4 separate regions of the Mus musculus genome follow, and regions 2, 3 and 4 are each linked to region 1. Evidence: chromatin contacts called from public ChIA-PET and promoter capture Hi-C data. All regions are on one chromosome and are shown on one strand. The core of a region is the stretch at or near the end of the contact, and the rest is flanking DNA. Distances in the headings are between cores, read along the strand shown.

Region 1 (5,019 bases), core at 1,403-3,902:
TTTCCTGATAAGATTTCTACTCCAATTACTTATAACCCTTACTCTCTTTAAAACTGCTCCCTTACTCTCATGTCCATAATTTTCCTCTCTTCTTTGCAAATGCCCATATGCCACTAGGCACACACACACACACATTTGTCCCAGAAACTAATCATATCTTTGAGTTTTGTTTGTTCTGAGACAAAGTCTCAACTATAAAGCCCTGCCTGACTTGGAACTGTAACAATTCTATTGCCCCAGATTCCAAAATGCTACATTTGGATTCTAATATATGAAAAAGTATTTGTCTCATTTCTACCTTCAGCTTGGTGCTTAATACTTCTAACTATGTCAAAGGCTGATACACAGCAATGAAACGGTCACTACCGTGTACCCTAAATGATGCTCTGACATCAATTTCTCTTTGAGGCCTCTTATCTAAAACACTAGAAGCAGCAGCATACAGAGTCAGGGGACCTAAAACACATGTTCATTTGAAGGGGTCGGGAGACTCAGAAGTGAGAAAAGAAGCAGAAAAAGAGGACAAGGTCACCAATGAAGGAGGAGGGAGAGAGGGAAGCTGATGGGAGCACGTTTCCCTCAAGAGCCCAGACCCACACTACAGTTTACTCATTCCTTGAGCACTTCTTTGTCCTAACACTTCTAATTAAAAATCTCTTAATAAACTCCAACTCTGCTTACAAAAAAAAAAAAAAAAAAAAAAAGGCAAACAAACGGGGAAAGACGAACAGTGAAAGGTGCTAGAGTAAACCAAGTCCCACATCTCAGACCTAAGAAAAAGGAAGCACAGCCCACACCGCTGAGCTCTGGGAGGCAGAGACAGGCAGATAGATAGTTCGAGGCCAGCCTGGTCTATGGAGTGAGTTCCAGGACAGCCAGGTCTTCACAGAAAAACCCTGGTCTCAACCAAACCAAACCGCAGCAGCAACAAAAGGAAGACAAAGAGCACTCCTGATACTTACTGTGTTGCATTTCGTGCCACACACCACTTGCCTATGATTCAACCACTGAGAAGCAAACACTTTATTAAGGGTCCCGAGGTGAAATTCTCTCTCCTTGAGGAGACTGGGAAGCTGTTGTGCTGCATAACCATGTAACAGGCGAGAGTAGCTGGTCTCATTCTGGAGCCTGACTTCGCGGTTCTTCAGGTAGTACACTAGGGATCTCTTCACTGGGGGGAGTCTTTTCCTTTTGTGCAGCGAATGATCCCAGCCAAACTGTGAAAGCCAACATCAGAAATCAGGGGTTTGGCCACTTTTCCTTCAGACAAGAAGTCTGACCGTTTTATAAAAGAACCAACACGAATTCGTCCTTCGGGATTTACACAATCAAACATTTAACAGAAGATTTGTAATCCAGAAAGTACAGTTTAACTCGGCTAGCACTGAAATAAGGCTCTCATAATGAAGACTACTTAGAAAATGGATAAACAGGGCAAAAAAAAGTTAACTAAACCTTTGAGGAAAGTGGAGGGCTCAGAAATAACATATACCCAGGTGTCCTTGATAGTTACGAAATGAAGTCCATATTACAGAACCCACCTGGGCTGCACTTCTACCCAGCCCCCTTCTCCCTCTCCGCCTGTGCACCCCGTAGAGCATAAAGAGTATAGCTCAAAGAGCCAGACTGGGGTCTCGGATCTTCCAGGGATGTACAGTCAATGGCCGCTCATCTGACTCCGCGCGACTTGCGCTGCGGGCAGTTTTAGAATTCGAAAAATCAAATACCAACGGGGTAACCTGCGTCGGAATCCCAAGTCCAAGAGGCCTTCCTCTCCAAAGGGGGCAATATAGAGATGACACCTGGTGTTTCTTCTAGATGTCTAAAGAGCCAAAGGGGCCTGCACCCAGTTTAGGAGATGGTTTCCTTGATAAGAGACCATCGGCCCTTATTCCTAGTGCCACTGGAAGGTCCACTTCAATCTCCTTCCCAGTAACTTCGGAAGGTCGGTCTTACTTCCGATTCCCCTTGTCTTCATTTTCTCCTCCCTCCAGGAACGAGGAGGTCCTGAAGCTCTCTATCCCTAGCTGCTGACTTCCAGCGGAAGGCGTCATTTTGTAGTTTTCTTTTGGCTCCTCACCCTTCCGGCCCGCCTGCTCGCCAGTACACTGCAGAAGGACCGGTCACTGCTCTACAGTCCCGGCTCCGGTTCTCGTCCCGCCCTGGCCCCAGGTTCCTGAACCCAGCTGGAACGCCCTAAGCCCCTGCTAGGTGATGACCCAGACCTGTGAGCCCTCACCTGCGGGCCCTGAGCGTCGCTCCCGGCTCCTGGCGAGGCAGACGCTTTCCGCTTCCTGCTAACTGCTTTCCGGGCCATAGTGGGCAGCGCCGCCGTGGCCCCGCAGCCACATGAGGCGGAGAAGGCAAGGGGCGGCAGGGCGACGGGTCATGAACCGGGCCCTGGGGCCGCGCGCTTTCGAGCGCCCGGCCCGGAAAATGGCTCGGATCCCGGGCAGCAGTCGATCAAAATGAGGCGCGTAAATGGAAGAAGGGAAAATCCGGGTTGGGAAAGGGGAAGGGGAAGGGAAGGGGAAGGAAAAGCAGGAACAAGCAGCTTTCCTACCGCCGTGTCTGGAAAGGACGGCGAGCGGCGAGAACCAAAACACCCCCCTCCCACTCGCCCGCGCCCCGTCACTCCTGCGCAGCCGCACATAGCAGCACGTCGCCACGGAGACACCGCCCAGACCAGCAGGGCGGGACTTAAGCGCAGCAAGGAGAATTGATGTCCTCGGAGAACTTCCGCTTGCCTCTTGCCAATGGCGGTTAAGCTGTGGCCAAAGGAATCCAGCCTTCTGTCGGGACATTTCCGACCTCAGCCAGCTCATCCTCTGGCATGCGGAAGTAAGCATGAGCTGCCTGGCTGCGGGACCAATCTTGAACCTGTAACCATCATGGTAGGATTAAAGATATTCTAGACACCCTGATTGCCAGATTGCAATCAGACTATTAAAACACTGGACTCTAAGAAATTGCAGTTTTCCTGGGAGAAGGAAAGGACAAGGGCACAGATGCCAGCCAATAGAGGAACTTGACTCCAGGAAAGATAGATCACAGTTGGGAAAACTTGTCAGACTACCTTCCCAGAGAAACTGGGCGAACAGATGATGGATGCGACCACACCTTGCCGACGACTGCTTACTTAAGCATAGCTGTTGCCTTTAAGCCTAAACAAACCACACGTCAGCCCCTAAGATGGACTAGGATAAGAGAATGTCCCGTCGTTGTTCTTTCCAATGAGACCGAGTTAACACCTTTCTTCAAGTTTCCCCTTACACTTTGTCTTTTAGTTGGCCTGTTGAGAATGAGTTAAGGCTGCTAGGGCCCAGGTTCTGACCCTTCCTTATACCTCAGAAGACGTTTCTTAATCCTGTAACTAGTAGCCTCACATTTAGCACTTTCCCCCAACATTCTCACAAACTGTCAATGGGCACAAAAGATTAGACACTTTAAGGAAGGCAGAGAACCCCACATCACACTCCTTCAAGATGGATTCAGGGTAGGAAGGCAGCAGTATGGTCAGATTTTTGCCACATCAAAGTACCAGAGCTAACGCAGGCTGCCTCACATGCCTGTTGGCACAGGTCTCCCCACACATACGGAGTCCCCAGATTCCATTCTCCACTTCTTTACTCTCCAGCTCCCTGTCTATTTTGACTCCTGTCTAAACCTCAAGTCACTTTTCCCCTTCTTTTATTTATTCCTTTTCTTTCTTTCCTTTTTTTTTTGAGACAGGGTTTCAGTGTATAGTCTTGGCTGGTCTGGAACGCAGCATGTTATATAAATCAATCTGGCCTCAAAAGTTATAGAGCTCCACATGCCTCTGCCTCCCCAGAGCTGAGTTAAAGGTGTGTGCAACCACATCTAATAAGTCACTTTCTTTCATAAAATGCCACCCTTTTTAGGTCTGCAAGGTCAAAGTCACACTGTCCTTGTGCTTCAGCAAATAGACCCATCGCTGTAATTCATGCCATTGCCTGCCTTTCTCTCGGAGCCCAGCCTTGATCTCCATTAAGGAGTGAAATCTTGAACCACAGAAAAGAGAGTGGTCATTTTTGGCATGTCCGGTTTGGACTGGCACCAGTCACCAAACAAAGCGGGATCACCCTTGCCTCCATTTTCCGAAGATCCTGAAGGAATGTGAGTGCCAGCTTCCACTTTCCTCAGGCAAAGAAACCCTTGGAGGAAGCAGGATGTTCTTGCTTGAGACTGACTGGCCTCAGGCTGTGGTGCCCAGTTACCTGCTGGTCCCTTCAGCTTCAGGCCTCATACCTCCAGGGAACTGTGTTGGCCCATCTGCCGTTCTGCCTACAAGAAGATTTGATTTGTTTTCCAGGTTGAAATGATGTGCCACCACCCCAGATCAGCACTGCAACTAACCCCTAATACTACCTTGGGAGAGGCAGCCCCATCTTTCCTGATTAGGCTTGTGTCTTCGGAGATTAACACATTGTGAGCGGGCAGGACTGTGGCAGCCCTCCCTTTCTGAGTCTGTTCTGGTTCTGTCTTGCCTCACAATGCTCTAGATGACCCAGTCGTTCACTGGACAAGAGTTTGGAACCCTTTGAGGATCTCCAGGCTCAGGCTGAGTGGGGCTGGACTCCTGGCATCCTCAGTCCATGTCAGGACACACAGGACACTGGTGCAGCTTCATTCTGTAAGTTGTCCTGCACACTGACATCCCAGGATTATCCTCAGATCCACACGCCAGATCATCTCTGTGGAAATGGAGTAAAGGTCCACTTGGAGGACTGAAAGTTCACCTTCCAGCTTTGTGTGTGTGTATATGTGTGTGTGCTGGGGGCTCAGACTCAAGGCCTTTTCTTTTCTTTTCTTTTCTTTTTTTTTTTTTTTTTTTTTTTTTTTGAGACAGGGTTTCTCTGTGAAGCCCTGGCTGGCCTTGAACTCAGAAATCTGCCTGCCTCTGCCTCCCAAGTGCTGGGATTAAAGGCGTGCACCACCACTGCCCTGCTTCAAGGCCTTTCTTTTGCTAAGCAAGTTCTTTACCACTCTGCTATGCCT
Region 2 (5,019 bases), core at 1,621-4,120, 610 kb before region 1:
AGTCAGAAAAGGCCTCCAAAGCCACCAGGTCAGAGAAGGCCAAGAGCCAAGGGGACTGAGCAGGAAGGACTGAAACAGGCATCTCGGGTTAAAGAGCACACGTGACAGTGCAGGCTTCCACAAGGAAGTGTGAGTCAGGAGAAGGTGGACTTGGCTGCACCAGACACGCCGCCTCAAGTGTCACTCAAAAAGAGGGCAAAGTAGGGGAAGAACACCGGGACAAGAGGCTAAGCTCCAACACAGTCAGCAGGAGACAAAGCCAAGCTTTACATGTCAGAGGATGATGAATCAACAGAAGCCCAAGAATACCTAGCCAAGGGCCATGTGTAGGCAAAGGAGTGCAGGGAGCTGGGATCAGAGACAAATCCAGAAGCTGCTATTAAAACAGAGGCCAGAAAGTCCAAAAGACAATTCAACAGGTCTCTGAGGGGAGCTGATACGAGTATAAAGTCAGCTGTTCATCTAAGATCTAAACCCCGGCCTAGTGGTGATGGTACTGCAGGCAGATCCCATTTATAATGCTACCTCCCATGGGGCATCTGTTGGACCAGCTACAAATTGATGGCTGGGCAGGTAAGAGACAGGAGAGTGAAGCATGTCCTTACTGGGTATTGAGAAACAAGTCTTATGATTGACAAAGAAGCCAGCAGACAGTGCAGCTTCTGAGTAGGAAGAGAGAATCCAGTGAACAGATAGGAACATGGCAAGACGATGGAAACACACTCCCTTCTGCCACAAAGTTCTTAAGTTGTGATGCTCCGATGCACTGCTTCCTGTGGAGCTGATGCAGTTACTGCACAATGCTTACACAAAACCTTAAACAGCAGGTTGGCCCATTTGGGCCTCCAGACCCAATCTGTAGGAATTAATGACTGCAGAATACAAGAACATAGCTGGGTTTGTTTAAAGTAGAATGCCCCAAAACAGAAGTTCATTCTACCATTCCCTCTCCCTTCTGCAATGGCCCATTTGCTGACTACACCACTGGTTACTATGCCCTGATTAATTCTGGTTGGTTGGTTTTCCTTTTTCCAGACAGAGTTTCTTTGTGTAGCCTTGGTTGTCCTGGAACTATAGACAAGGCTGTCCTCATACTCAAGAGGTTCACCTGCCTCTGCCTCCCGCTGGGATTAAAGTCATGTACCACCAACACCACCCAGCTCTTTTTTCCCCTTCCCTTTTCTCCCTCTTGCTCCAATCCCGCTTGCTCCAGGGCCCACTCTCTCCGGCCCATAGGTTCTTTATTTGTTTCTCATTACAGATGAGCCACCATGTGGTTGCTAGGATTTGAACTCATGACCTCCAAAAGGTGCTCTTAACTGCTGAGCCATCTCACCAGACCCCACCTAGCTATTTTTGAGTCCTAGGTGTCTTAGTTAGGGTTTCCATTGCTATGAAGAGACACCATGACCAAGGCAACTCATATAAGGACAACATTTAATTAGGGCTGGCTTACAGGTTCAGAGGTTCAGTCCACTATTATCAAGGTGGGAACATGGCAGTGTTCAGGCAGACATAGGGCTGGAGGAGCTGAGAGTTCCACCTCTTGTTCTGAAGGCAGCTAGGAGAAGACTGGCTTCCATGCAACTAGGACAAGGGTCTTAAAGTCCACACCCACAGTGACACACCTACTCCAACAAGGCCACAGTTCCTATTAGTGCCACGCCCTGGGCCTAGCATATACAAACAATGACGTTAGGAAACCCAAATGACAGGGCAAGTGACATGAGGCCAGAAATCTATCTTGAAGCGCTGTTAGCACAAGAATTTTCTTCAACAATGGAAATGTAGTAAACCTTCAAGCCACACTGATAACTGAGCTTTTGAAGGGCCATTAACACAAGTAAGGAACTGAATTTCCAATTAAACTTAAAGTTGCATAAGCACAAGTGAGTGTGGACTAATGTCCAACACAGACTTGAACTTAAGACTCTCAGCTTCTAATTTCTCAGAGGAATTAGGCTAAGTATTTCACAGACTGGCTCCACTGGCCAACATCCTCACTCTTCCCTCCCCAGACATACATGCAGGCACCTTTACCTGCACATACCATCTTTCAAGAATGCAGCATGGCTCCTGGCTAATACAGGATATCCAGAAGTTTGAGGTTAGACTACCCTACATACTGTTACCCATCTTGAAGAAGAAAAAAAATTGTCCAAGCCCAGTGGCAAACGCCTGTATCCCATCACTGGGAGGTAGGGACAAGAGGATCAGAAATTTGAGGAGGCCAGCTGGGCTACAGGAGACCTCTAAAATTAAGTGGGGAGGAAGGGCCTCTTACGAAATCCCCAATATATGTCGATTTCTCAAAAGTAATTACCCAGCAATTCCAAATTGGTGTCATTTCAAAAACCCCTGCTTTGTTGAATCTCTGCATTGTAAAGAGAAAGACCTTACACTGCTTCCGGCATTCTTAAGGCCCGCTGGGGACACTGCTAGTGCACCTCGAGTTACTCTTGGAAGGCGTTTCTGGCAGAAACACTTTCCTGTCAGGCTGAACAGCCCCGCTGCATGGACTTTGTCCACTCTTATCTCTAAATCTTTTCATGCTGATCTGGCAGCCAACTAGGTACAGGAGCCGGGTGGGGATGGGGGGCGGGGAGGGTGGGAGGCCGGAACAATGCGGCGGAAACAAAACTCTGAAACACGCCCACCTGAGCAAGACCAAGGGGTGGAGCCTAATCCGCCCAGAAGAAAGAAACCTCGAACTCCACCCTCAAGGTCACCGCTCCGAGTTAGCAGCCCGGGCCAAATGCCCCTGCCCGCTTCTAACCCAGCAAACTACGAAGGCAGGCGGACCATTAACTTACCTCGACTGTGGACACCCACAAACTTCACGCTGCTCTACTGCGCCTCGCCGCTTCCGGTGCTGAGAGATGACGTCACAAACGGCTGCCTAGCAACCGGTGATGATTCCAGTATCTTTTCGAGAATTGGCTGGAACGTTTTCTCGCCCGATACCCAGGTAGAACAGTGGCGCTAGCCGCTAGTTGTCCCCCGTGAGGATAGCTCCTTTGCTCGCAGCCTCCCGGTTGTCTGAATCCGGAGAGATTTCAGACAGCAGTCTTCTGTGGCTCATCTACGCAGCCATGTCGCCTTTTAGCACTTCCTCCTCAGGAAGCTTGCTATAAGTTAAAGCCATCTTTGAAAGGGAAAGAACGAGGTTGGAGGTAGTGAGAGAAATTCGTTCTGTAGCCCAAATTGGTCTTGAACTCGCGAGAATCTCCTTAGATTCCCCCAGTGCTGGGATTGCAGATGTGAGCTACCAAACACAGCTTTGAAGCCATCGTTTAAACTACAGGCTGGAGTGCCTTACCACCCACGTTAAAATTACACTTTTCTTTCTCTCTATAAGGAGAAAAAAGACTGAAGAGAGAGACAGAGGAACCCTGCTAAGATTTTTTTTTTATGATGTCTTCTCTAAATGAACTGAGGGCAATCAGCAGGAGGTTGGGATGACATATGTGTACTGATTTTTATAGCAATTCCAGGACGTTCCCTGAAAGTCTTGTATTGTAAATCACTAAAGACTTCTTGGCAGATGAAAGAATTCCTATCTCGTGAGTAAAATCAGAGTGTAGAATCTGAAACGCAGTCGAAACTGAACCTTACGGAGGCCCCCTTTTTTGGGGGTGGGGGGGTTGTTTAGACAAGGTTTCACTGTGCCCTAGACTAATCACAAACTCAAGATCCCCTGCGTCTACCTCTGAAATACTGGGATGACAGGTCTTCGTCCCCACTCTCAGCTAAGAGCTCTTTTGTTTCTTGATCAAATGGGTTACTATTGTTTTCTTGAAAAAGCAGGCTCCACTGTCTGATGGAGATGACAAGACAGGATGGGAGGATGTCCCTGAGAGCAAGGGAAAGCCGTGCTTTTGTTGACAAAGAAGATGCGGGTGTATGTTAGGATCAGAGCAGGAAGGGAGGAGGAATCTCAAGCTGTACAAACCTCAAGGCTGAGAACGTGGTCCATAACTGCCTAAGACATCAAGGCAGATCTGGTGACCCGACAGTTTGCGTTTTCCCTCAGGATTAGGCCTCTTAGCCAAGACTTCTACGCAGTCTCCATTGTGTCTCGTACAGCTAAAAATTAAACTGGGTCATTTGTGCAGAATTGAGCAGAGTTTTCCTAGCCACTGTATTAGGTCTATTCCATTGTCTGCAGTGCACTGACCAGAAAAGCAAGGTTGTTTGGAACAATGCACGGTCAAGGGCGTGGCAGGCACTTAAGACATTCACTGGGGTTCACATTGCTAGGGGACTACGCACCAAAATTTTTTCAGTTTCTCTATGAATCAAACAACTACTAATTTTTGTCACCCTAAAGCCCCACTATTCTGCTCTTAGCTTCCATGGGTTTAACCAATCTGGAAATACCATTTAAGTGAAATCATGTAGTGTTGGTTTTTGTAATCATTTTCTTTCACTTAGCTAGGTGTCAAGTTTCATCTACAATGTGGCACAAGTCAAAAGATCCTTTTTAAGGCTAATGTTTTTCTTTGGGTTTTTATTTTTTTAATACTTTTTAAGATTTATTTTATTTATATGAATACACTGTCACGGTCCTCAGATACACAAGAAGAGGGCATCAGATCCCATCTACAGATGGTTGTGAGCCACCATGTGGTTGCTGGAATTGAACTCAGGACCTCTGGAAGAGCAGCAGTCAGTGCTCTTAACCACTGAACCATCTCTCCAGCCCATATTCTTTTTTAATTTATTGATTTTTAATGTGTGTGAGTGTTTTTCGTGCATGTATGTCTGTACACCATGTGTGTACCTGGTGCCTGAGGAGGTCAGAAGAAAGCAGATCCCTGGGACTGAAGTTATAAGAGACTGTGAGGTGGGAGGAGTAGCCAGTGTTCCTACTGATCCATCTCTCCAACCCCCTATTATTCTTTCTTGTTTGTCTTCCCCCCCCCATTTCTTTTGTTTGTTTGTTTGCTTTGTTTTGTTTTGTTTTTCGAGACAGGGTTTCTCTGTATAGCCCTGGCTGTCCTGGAACTCACTTTGTAG
Region 3 (5,019 bases), core at 1,159-3,658, 560 kb before region 1:
TCTTCCAAAAGGGAAGAAAGAAAGAAAGACCCTGCTGTGTCTTGACAGGTACATCTTACATGCAGTTAATCCCTAAGTGCTTAAGAGAGACTCACTGATGCTTCCCAATTAAGGGCCCGACCAAAACCGTCAACATCACCTCACTCTTACCTGTTCATAGAGATCAATAAGGGTTTTGTCTGGCAATTTCAGAGACTGTATAGCCTGTAAAACAGTATCCCAATGGCCACTATTAATATCAGCCACGAAACTTTCAATGCTGTCCACAGTATTCAGAGAGACAGTAGTTTCCTCCTGTAAGGTGGCCAGTGCCCGATGTAAACTGTTCTCCTTCAAGTACTGCATGATTAGTCGGATCACACTGAAAGAAAGAAAGAAAGTCATTTAGTCTGGAGATTGAAAGGAAGTTGGTAGCCATTATTATTCTGATCACTAGATCTACTGGACATTTGTGTGAAATACTTTAAACCTGAAATAGTTAATGACATTTTCCTTTTTAAATCAACTGGCCAGGCAGTAGTGGCACACTTCCTTAATCTCAGCATTCAGAAAGCAGAGGCAGGTGGATCTCTGAGGCCAGTCTGGTCTACAGAGTGAGTTCCAAGACAGCAAGGACGACACAGAGAAACCCTGCCTCAAAAAAACAAAATTAACAAATTGAGTCATCTAAAATGCTATAAAAAAATCTGGTCTGTTAAAAAATTGAGTTCTAGCATTCTGGAGGCAGAGAAAGAAAGGAAGGTGAATCTCTCTGAGTTTGAGGCCAGCCTGGTCTACAGAGTGAGTTCCAGGACAGCCAGGACCCTGTCTTAAAACAATAACAACAACAATAATAATAACAATAATAATATGAACATGCAGTTATTCCTCATATAGAAGGGTATTCAAGACTCAAAGATTGGTCGTTAAGGCTATTATTAGACCTCAGGGTAAAATATCCTTTGCAGTTCCTGTCCCGACTAACATTATCCAACACGTTTTGTCGCTGTTTTATTTTTCTACACAGGGACCATCTGTTACTGCGTCATATTTTATTTACTGTTTTTGTCTACTGTCTGCCTCCCGCAATCAAAGCATATATTCATTTAAAGACGATTTATAAAGCTGGGGGTTGGCACACGTCTTTAATTCCAGCACTCCGGAGGCAGAGGCAGGTGAATCTGAGTCTGAGACTCACCTGGTCTACAGAGTGAGTTCCAGGACAGCTACGGCTTCACAGAAAACCTTGTCTCAGAAGCAAAACCCAGGAAAAAAACGACTTACATATAACTGAGTTAAAAATATGTATCTCACCGGGCGTGGTGGTGCACGCCTTTAATCCCAGCACTTGGGAGGCAGAGGCAGGCAGATTTCTGAGTTCGAGGCCAGCCTGGTCTACAAAGTGAGTTCCAGGACAGCCAGAGCTATACAGAGAAACCCTGTCTCGGAAAAAAAAAAAAAAAAAAATATATATATATATATATATATATATATATATATATATATATATATCGCTATGAAGAGGCTCAGGCTGGACTCCAGGCCTTCCTACTTGCCCATTTAATACTGCGATCATAGACGTGCATACTTCACATCCAGCTTCAGTCTTAAAAATACATAGCAGGTTTCAGACTCCGCCGACTTAATTAATAAACCTTGCTTTTCTGCAGATCTTCAGAACATGCGTATCTCTCCCCTCCACTCAGAACACAGCTGTTTGCTAATTTCATAATTTAATTTTACTTTTCAAAAAATAAAAGGCGGTGGGTGGAGTCCTGGGGAGTCCAAGCAAGACTCTTCAGTCACTCACTCCCCGCCCACCTGGCTCCTCGTCGCCGTCCCCGCCTTCACTAAGTCTCATTCTTCTGACTCAATCAATATTCAAATTCTGTGTCCACAAAGAGGTTCTCTCTCTCTGCAAATTGCAAACCAAATCAATACACCACACTGGATCTAATCAGATAGGAGAAGCAGCAGAGTCTTTGGGGTAACTAGTGCTTGGACCAGAAGGAAGAGCTGAGGGACTGGCGGACACCCGGGCAGCGCCGAGGGCGGTGTGGCTAGCAGAGGAAACCACAGTAGTCAGGTCTACTCGGTGTGCCCCAGCACAGCCCGACGCCGGGGCCCAGGGGCTCCAGACGGCCCGCCCCACGGCTGCTCTCTCGCGGGCCCATCTAAAGAGGGAGCCAACCCGGAAAGTGCTTCGAGGCCGCAACCTCCGGCGCGCAGCTCCCCCTCCAACGTCCTCCGACCACCCTCCACTCCACCCCACGCCACGCCGCGAACACGCCACGCCGCGAACACGCCACGGCAGGACTCACTCGGAAGACTCGATTTCGATCGACATAGCGGTAACGCTCCGGGTCCAGGCCCCACTCAGCACACAGCCGGTCGCACAACGCCGCGCGACACTTCCGGCGGCCGCGCTGCGACACTTCCGCTCCGTTAGGGTCTAAAGGGCGAAGGAAGAACACGCCCAGGTGGGCGGGGCGTGAGGGGCGGGGCCTCGCGAAAGCGTGGCAGGACTACGAATGCCCATCGGTTTCGCGAACGTACACACAGGTGGAGTCTTTCTACAGCCTTGGCTGTCCCGCCCTCCTCTGCCTCCCTAATGCTAGGATTAAAAGTGTGCGCTATCGCGCTCAGATCCAGCTAAGAATTAAGTTGGAAAAAGCTGCGGTTACGGAGAAAGAAATGTAACCAAATGCGAAGTTATAACAGATCTGAGACTCCTTTCAATATAGAGTTTAAATCATACCTTACTGGTATGGCATGACAGAGCTGAGGACATAGCTCAGTGATCAGAGTGTTTACCTAGCAAGTCAGACGCCCTGGTTCAATCCCCACTAATAAAAAACCATACATAAATATTGATGAATTTTATAAATAAAGGCTAGGGAAAAGGTGGGATGGACATGCAGCTTATAGCTGGCTTCAAACTAATTATATAGTTGAAGATGCCCCTACTTTCCAAGGGCTAGAATTACAGATGGCATCACAGTGCTTATCTCCAATAAGAGCTATTTTAAAATTCTATTGACAAAGTACATATATATGTATACACTTATATATATATACATATTCATACATATACATATACATATATATACACACACACAACACAGTGGCATGTCTATCTTGTGAAATTACATATTGAGATAGTTTAGGGATTTCTAATGGCTCTTGTCTACCTTCCACACAATTTCTTTACAGTCTCCTTTTTTCCCCCCAGTGCTAGGTATCAAAACCAGAGCCTTTCAATATAGCCGCTCATATGCTGTTTATGTTTTCATTTTTACTTGATTTTTGTTTGTTTGTTTTGTTGTATTGTGTTTGGTTTTTGACACAGGATTTCTCTTTGTAGCCCTGACTGTCCTGGAACTTGTTCTGTAAGCCAGGCTGGCCTTGCTGCCTGCCTCTATTCCTGAGTGCTGGGACTAAAGGAGGGAAATTTTTAAAAAGAGTCGTTTGAAACTAAGTAGAGAAAATGACATATGCTACTGTTACAATGAATGGGATCTTCTAAGGTGCTTGGATTAAAGAGGTGTATCACCATGCCCAGCTCTTTCACGTTTCAAATCACCTATTTCCCATCAACTCTAAAGAACACAGTCTCAGCCAAGCAGTGGTGGCACACCCCTTTAATTCCAGCACGGTGGAGGCAGAGGCTGGAAGCTCTGTGAGTTCAAGGCCAGCCTGGTCTACAAAGTGAGTTTCAGGACAGCCAGAGAAACCCTATCTCAATAATAAGTATAATGACTTCTGAGATAGTCTCATTCAGAGCACAGCATAGGAATTTATTTCTTTCTTCTTTTCTCTCTCTCTCTCTCTTTCTTTCTCTCTCTCTCTCTCTCTCTCTCTCTCTCTCTCTCTCTCTCTCTCTCTCTCCCTTCCTTCCTTCCTTCCTTCCTTCCTATCTTTCTTCCTTTGTTTCTTTCCTTTGTTTGTTTGTTTGTTTTCTGAGATTGTGTTTCTGTGTCTCCATGGCTGTCCTGGGATGAGCTGATTCTCCCCTTCCATCACTTGGAAGAATATTGAAGGGAAGATTACAAAATATTGGGAGGTCCCTGAGTCAAGTACTGCTGAGAACATACTGCAGAAATCCCTATGAGAAATGGTTCCAACAGGCAGGCTAGATAGTGCAGGCCCCTAATGCCAGGTACTCAGGAAATAAGGTTAGAAGATCACAAATTCAAAGCCTTCTCAGGCTACAAGGAATTCAAGGGCAACTTAGTGAATGCCTATCTAAAACTAAAAGGTGGGAGGAGGAATGACGATGTAGCTCAGTGGTAGAACTTGCACAGCATGTACAAGGTTATGGGGTAAATCCTCAGTACTTACTACAGAAAACAAGTAATTCCAAACAAATATTCATATTCTCTTAACTTTTTGCTTACTTTAACCTTAGAAGGATCTTTTGGAAACGAAATCTCTGGGATAACATTGTAAGAGTCTCTCTGGAATAAGCATTCCGACACCAGTGAGAGTGGAACACACATTCACCAAAGCCAGGATAGATCCTCAAAGATGCAGAGCCAGCTGCACATTTATTTTATACTCTAAAACCACAAGGTGGGCAAGCCAGCAGGTTAGCAAACAGAAGCAAACAGGAAGTTAGCTAGGGGAGCTTTGGTTTTTAAAAGTGTTTCAGTTGACTGGTGTAATCTTTTGTGGTCAGGTTGCAAAGGACAACGACCTATTGTTTGTCTTTCTACCTTATTCTACTTCACTCCCTCTTTTTTTTTCCGGTTTTTCGAGACAGGGTTTCTCTGTGTAGCCCTGGCTGTCCTGGAACTCACTCTATAGACCAGGCTGGCCCCAACCTCAAAAATCCACCTGCCTCTGACTCCCAATGCTGCGATTAAAGGTGTGTGCCACCATGCCCAGCTCACTCTCTCTTCTTATGAATCTGTCTTGAAGAAACAGGTTGGCACTCCTAGAATATCATCAGTAGGTTTATTACTCTCATTCTAGTTTTGGTGAACCTGGACAGGGTCTTCAAGATGCAAAGCCTGAACGTTGTCATTTTAAGAGGCCCCA
Region 4 (5,019 bases), core at 877-3,376, 530 kb before region 1:
GAAGGCAGAGGCAGGAGGATGTCTGAAAGTCAGAGGCCAGCCTGGTCTACAGCATGAGTTGCAGGACAGCCAGAGCTACACAGAAACCCTGTCTTAAAAAATCAAAAAGAAGAGGAAAGAGAAAGGGGGCTAGGGGTGAGGTCGAGGAAGAGGAAGATGAAGAGGGAAGAAGGAAGAAGAAAAGGAGAAGGAGGAAGAGGAGGAGAAAATGTTTAAACACATTTTCTTATTTTTATTTTTTATTTTTTGTTTTTTTGAGACAGGGTTTCTCTGTGTAGCCCGGGCTGTCCTGGAACTCACTTTGTAGACCAGGCTGGCCTCAAACTCAGAAATCTGCCTGCCTCTGCCTCCCAAGTGCTGGGATTAAAGGCATGAGCCACCACGCCCGGTTTAGATACATTTTAAAATGTGCTAAGAGGAGAGAGCTGAGGAGGTGATGCTAATGATAAAATCTGACCATGCACTTACTCGTGGCATCTGCAGCCCATTTAGACCTCTCATCTATAAGACAAACTTGAAACAGAGTGTCTTGCCTGCTGTGCACAAGGAGCTGTATCGCCTATTACAGAATCAGTCTGCATGAGCTCCTGCTAGGTCCAATGAGCCAGCCGAAGACAAAGACATTAAAAGAGAAATTTGACACAGTCTCTGGATGACACCAGTACCCTGGCTTACCATGCTTCCAAAGCTTTGTGGCTACATAAAAATTAAAAAAAAAAAAAAAAAAAAAGTATGAGCCAAATAGAGCACGGTAGTCCGAGGTTATAATGCCAGAATTTGAGAGGTTGAGATTGAAGGATTACAGCAAGTTCAAGGCTAGCCTGAGACACTCTCTCTAAAAAACCAAACACTGGGGCTGGAGATGGCTCTGCTGCTATCTCAGGAGTTTCATTCCCAGCACTCACATGGTGGCTCACAACCAACTGGAACTATAGTCAGAGGATCCAAAGTCCTCGCCCAGTCTCCATGGGCACCATTCACAAACATGGTGCACAGACATACATGCAGCCAAAACACTCATACGTGGAAAATAAAAGTAAATAAATCTTTTTGTTTGCTTGTTTGTTTGGGTTTTGTTTTGTTTTGACACAGGATCTCACTATGTAGTTGTGGCTGTCTTGGAACTCACTACGTAGACCATGTTGGCCTTTAACTCAAAGAAATCTGACTGCCTCTGGCTCACTCACACGTGCTGGAATTAAAGGCATGCACCATTATGTCCAGCATAAAGAAATCTTTTTTTTTAATTTATTTTTTTATTGTCTATAAGTACACTGAGCTGTCTTCAGACACTCCAGAAGAGGGAGTCAGATCTCATTACAGATGGTTGTGAGCCACCATGTGGTTGCTGGGATTTGAACTTCGGACCTTCGGAAGAGCAGTCGGGTGCTCTTACCCACTGAGCCATCTCACCAGCCCCAAGAAGTCTTTTAAAACAAAAAAAAAAAAAAAAAAAAAAAAGAAAAGAAAAGAAAAGAAAGGAAAAGAAAGAGCTGGTTCGATTGTTTTTCTTATCCTGAAGACTTCCCTTTGCAGAGGGAATTGTAAGTTGACTTCTGCATTGTTCTGGCTTAGGGATACCAGAAGAATATCATCTGTAAACCCACAGGCCCCAGGTACCTGGCCCTAAGCAAACAGTTCATTTGTTGTTCTTAGACTTTTAGATACATCAAGAAAATGAGCATTGTCTCCATGAAGTCGAGCTCTCCTGACTGTCTCTTGAATTGAAGTTCTCGGCTTTCTACCGGCTTTCTACCGAGGAGCCCACACAAGGCCGTAGGGTAAAGGGCATCTTTCCCTTGTCAGTGTCCTCCTTAAATACCCCTCCATTTTAAATTCTGCCTCATCACAATTAACCCTTTCATGGAAACCACATTTCACCAGATATTTCTTTTCCCACTGTATGGCTCAGGGACAGACGATGACTTAAAGCAACCTGACTAGATTTTCTTTAGTGGTTATTAAATGACACATGACAGTAGAGACTGAAGAGATGGCACCACAGTCTAGAATCTAGCCTTGGATGTGAAGAAAGACAAAAAAAAACGGAATAGCAAGGGTGCAGCGGCTCCAAGCAGATTTAGAGGTGGGAAGGGCAGGAAATGGAGGAAGTTCACACCCTTTAACCTCAAGGCTCTATCTGTGAGGTGGTCCAGAGCAGCAGCTGGGGGATGGGCAGGATGTTGTGGCTTGGTAAAGGGAGTTGCTGTAAATAAGGAAGAAAAAGCAGCTTGCATTACCTCGAGGAATCCCAGCAGTGGCTACAGGTTTTAGGCAGTTGAGACATTAAGGGAGCCCAGCAGGGACCTGTTGGGCTGTAACTTGGTAGAAGTCTCAGTGAGGTGGAAGACGATGAGAGTCAGGGTTTGAAAGAACTGACATGTAGTCACTCTAAAACATTGGAATCTGAGACTAAGGTGGTACCTTAATCCTGACAGGAGTTGAGCCTGAGCAGAGCATCTAAAATGAAGGGAAACGTTAACTGGAGAAAGTCATGGAAATGAGGGGCAATTCCGCACAAGTGTAAAAATACAGAAACCAGCACATGGGGGATTCGCAGACAGAATTCAGAGACATGCAGATCCATACAGGCACGCAACACGGGATGGTGCTCATAAATCCACAACCTGAAGTACAGACTGTCCCCTCTTCTCTCTGCCAGCATACAACACAGAGAGGCCCCCACAGGGACACAGACGAATGCATATATTTAGATAGGAAGCCCATAGGTAGAGACATGTATAGTCATATGACAGATAAACTTTGAGTCACTCGCCGCAGTCCTGTGACTGAAGTGAGTAAGATTTCCCCCGGGGATTGTTTTTCTTGTTGAGTCTGGCTACTGTGGTGTCCACGTGGCACATTTGCAGTTGTCAAGAAAAAAAAAAATCAAAAAACAAAAACCCCAGAAACCTGAAGCCTTTCTCAAGTTAGAAATAAAGGGTTTGACACAGCCCAGCCCTGGCTTACCAGGGCAAGATGTCTGCTGACACTTTTGTCCATTTAGAACTGATGTTCCAGCTCAAGTTCTGCCCCAGGGCCTCTCAGTCACAGGAAACAGCCTCCCCCTAGCCCAAGGCACACCAAGACAGCTAGTGGCTTAGACTGAACACTCTTGCACAACCAGAACCTCCACCTTTCCCAGCCCAATCATTTTTCAACCCAACAAACCAGCCTTACTTCCCAAAAGCAGTCTGTCAGGAAGGAGAGGCAAGAACAAGAAGGGTGGGGTGGAGGTAAACGTTAAGTCTCTTGTGGCTAGAGAGATGAATCCAGGGTTAAGAGCACTTAGTGATGTTGCAGAAGACGGGTATTCAGTTCTCAGCACCCACATGGTGGCTCATAACTGTCTGTAACTCTAGTTCCCCGAGGGTCAAATGTCCTCTTTTGGACTAAGCCAGACATGTATGTGATGCACAAACATATGTGCAGCCAAAATATTCATACATGAAAATAAAGATAATATTTTGCTTTCACTCGAAGTCAAACTTTTAGTTCCCCTGAGTGCTAGTTCCTCTTACTTCAGCCCCTAATCCCTCTGTCCTGCCTCAGTAGAACCTCTCTCATCTCTGTATTCCAGAGCCTTGTCATGTCTTCAAGGGCGTTGACCACCTCCATGCTATCAAACCCAATAACTACAGAAAGACAAGGCTCAGGAAAGTAAGGCAGATTTAACTTCTTTTTTTTTTTTTAAAGATTTATTTATTTATTATATGTAAGTACACTGTAGCTGTCTTCAGACACACCAGAAGAGGGAGTCATATCTCGTTACAGATGGTTGTGAGCCACCATGTGGTTGCTGGGATTTGAACTCAGGACCTTCGAAGAACAGACAGTGCTCTTAACCACTGAGCCATCTCACCAGCCCTGGATTTAACTTCTTACAGTTTGGCTCAGTGAAGACAACCGGAGAATTAAAAAATATCTACCCAAACACAGGAGTAGAAATAAATGGGTGGGTGTAATGACTCCTTTCTCTTGGATAGATAGATATCTGCGGAGCAATGTGGGCTACAATAGACAGCTAAGAAAATGACCTTTCTTCAGAGAGATCCACTGCTTATGATAGTGATCATCTTATCTCAGTCAGCCACTGTTTTATTGCTGTGAAGAGACACTATGACCAAGATTCTGCAAGTCCCTGTACCTTTTCCTCTGTTAGCTCCCCACGCCCTCACCTCCAGGTTCTGGAAGTGGGATTATAGGGTATGGACTTCCTGACAGGCCCCGGGTAGGACTGAAGTCAGATGAGATGACATCTGTTACAGTAAATCTCCAACCCCAATAAGCATAGAACACACAACTCAGTTATAATATTTATAAGCTGCACGCCTAGATTGGGCAGATCTACCACTACACTACTCTATTCCTCAGCTATGAGATCTCTTGCTACTTGTGGCTTTTCCAGGCCCCATGGTCCTGCTCCATCTTCTGCCCATCGTCTCTTCCTCCATCTTCCTCTGTCTCCTCGTCTGACTCTCTCCTTCTTCTCTTCCCCCTCTCTGAAACCTCCAGCCCTACCTTTCCCTTCCACTGCCTAGTCACAGGCTCTAGCCTTTATTTGACCAGTTAAACTGGGAAGAAGGTTCACATGAAATCACCTGAGTACGTGATCCACCTCTCAAGAGGGCAGCCCCTCCTGAGGAAGCAGAATTGACATCAAAATGCAAACAGCACCAGGGCAATCCACAACAGAAATCATGGGTCAAAAAATGTTTCCCAAGGGGGTTGAGATGTGTCCTTTCATTTTCAATGCAGTCTATAACTAGTCCTGGTTTGTGAAACTGTAGAAAATGACATGTTTAGACGGGAGAGGAGAAAAGCCATACTTGGCCACAGACTGTAGGCCTTAAGTGTGGGTCACTGATTCATAACTTTTGCTTGTTTTTATTGTTGTTGTTTGTTTGTTTTTATGAAACAGTTCTCAGTGTAATCCTGGTTATCCTCGAACTCATCTATTGACCAGGCTGGCCTCGAACTCAAAGATGCCCCTGCTTCTGCACTGGAATTAAAAGCATG

The links. Promoter capture Hi-C pulls out the DNA fragments that hold promoters and counts their contacts. ChIA-PET counts read pairs in DNA pulled down with a chosen protein or histone mark. Capture Hi-C pulls out chosen DNA fragments and counts their contacts.
Region 2: a promoter capture Hi-C map of cranial neural crest shows a contact between it and region 1. The contact joins the promoter of Aptx here to the promoter of Dcaf12 in region 1. A contact is called at or near these places in 1 of 39 promoter capture datasets (cranial neural crest) and 2 of 115 datasets of contacts at active chromatin or transcription factors (double positive thymocytes and regulatory T cells).
Region 3: a promoter capture Hi-C map of liver shows a contact between it and region 1, with 2.6 times the contacts expected there. The contact joins the promoter of Smu1 here to the promoter of Dcaf12 in region 1. A contact is called at or near these places in 3 of 39 promoter capture datasets (cranial neural crest, frontonasal cranial neural crest and second pharyngeal arch cranial neural crest), 6 of 115 datasets of contacts at active chromatin or transcription factors (bone marrow-derived macrophages, double positive thymocytes, embryonic stem cells and 2 more) and 2 of 9 other capture datasets (adipose tissue and liver).
Region 4: a contact with region 1 is called in an RNA polymerase II ChIA-PET map of effector CD8 T cells, with 15 read pairs. The contact joins the enhancer-like site here to the promoter of Dcaf12 in region 1. A contact is called at or near these places in 2 of 39 promoter capture datasets (cranial neural crest and second pharyngeal arch cranial neural crest) and 5 of 115 datasets of contacts at active chromatin or transcription factors (effector CD8 T cells, embryonic limb bud, embryonic stem cells and 1 more).

Annotation. Positions count from the first base shown.
Region 1 is chr4:41,312,249-41,317,267 of GRCm38.p6, forward strand. It overlaps Dcaf12 (DDB1 and CUL4 associated factor 12), which reads right to left and starts at 2,653. Exons shown (of 9, transcript NM_026893.3): 1 at 2,240-2,653; 2 at 963-1,217. The coding sequence starts at 2,317. Gm46891 (predicted gene, 46891) reads left to right here and starts at 2,094. Exons shown (of 2, transcript NR_168697.1): 1 at 2,094-4,654.
Region 2 is chr4:40,700,324-40,705,342 of GRCm38.p6, forward strand. Aptx (aprataxin) reads right to left here and starts at 2,871. Exons shown (of 8, transcript NM_001025444.3): 1 at 2,814-2,871.
Region 3 is chr4:40,755,477-40,760,495 of GRCm38.p6, forward strand. It overlaps Smu1 (smu-1 suppressor of mec-8 and unc-52 homolog (C. elegans)), which reads right to left and starts at 2,409. Exons shown (of 12, transcript NM_021535.4): 1 at 2,301-2,409; 2 at 151-361. The coding sequence starts at 2,326.
Region 4 is chr4:40,779,210-40,784,228 of GRCm38.p6, forward strand. No RefSeq gene overlaps it. Among named protein-coding and RNA genes, the nearest start is that of Gm34213, 8.7 kb to the left of the region's middle. Within about 2 kb of position 2,127, at least 183 of the 459 cell types and tissues checked have an H3K27ac peak or open chromatin away from gene starts, as enhancers often do. A contact at or near this core is called in effector CD8 T cells, embryonic stem cells and memory CD8 T cells, where this site is marked.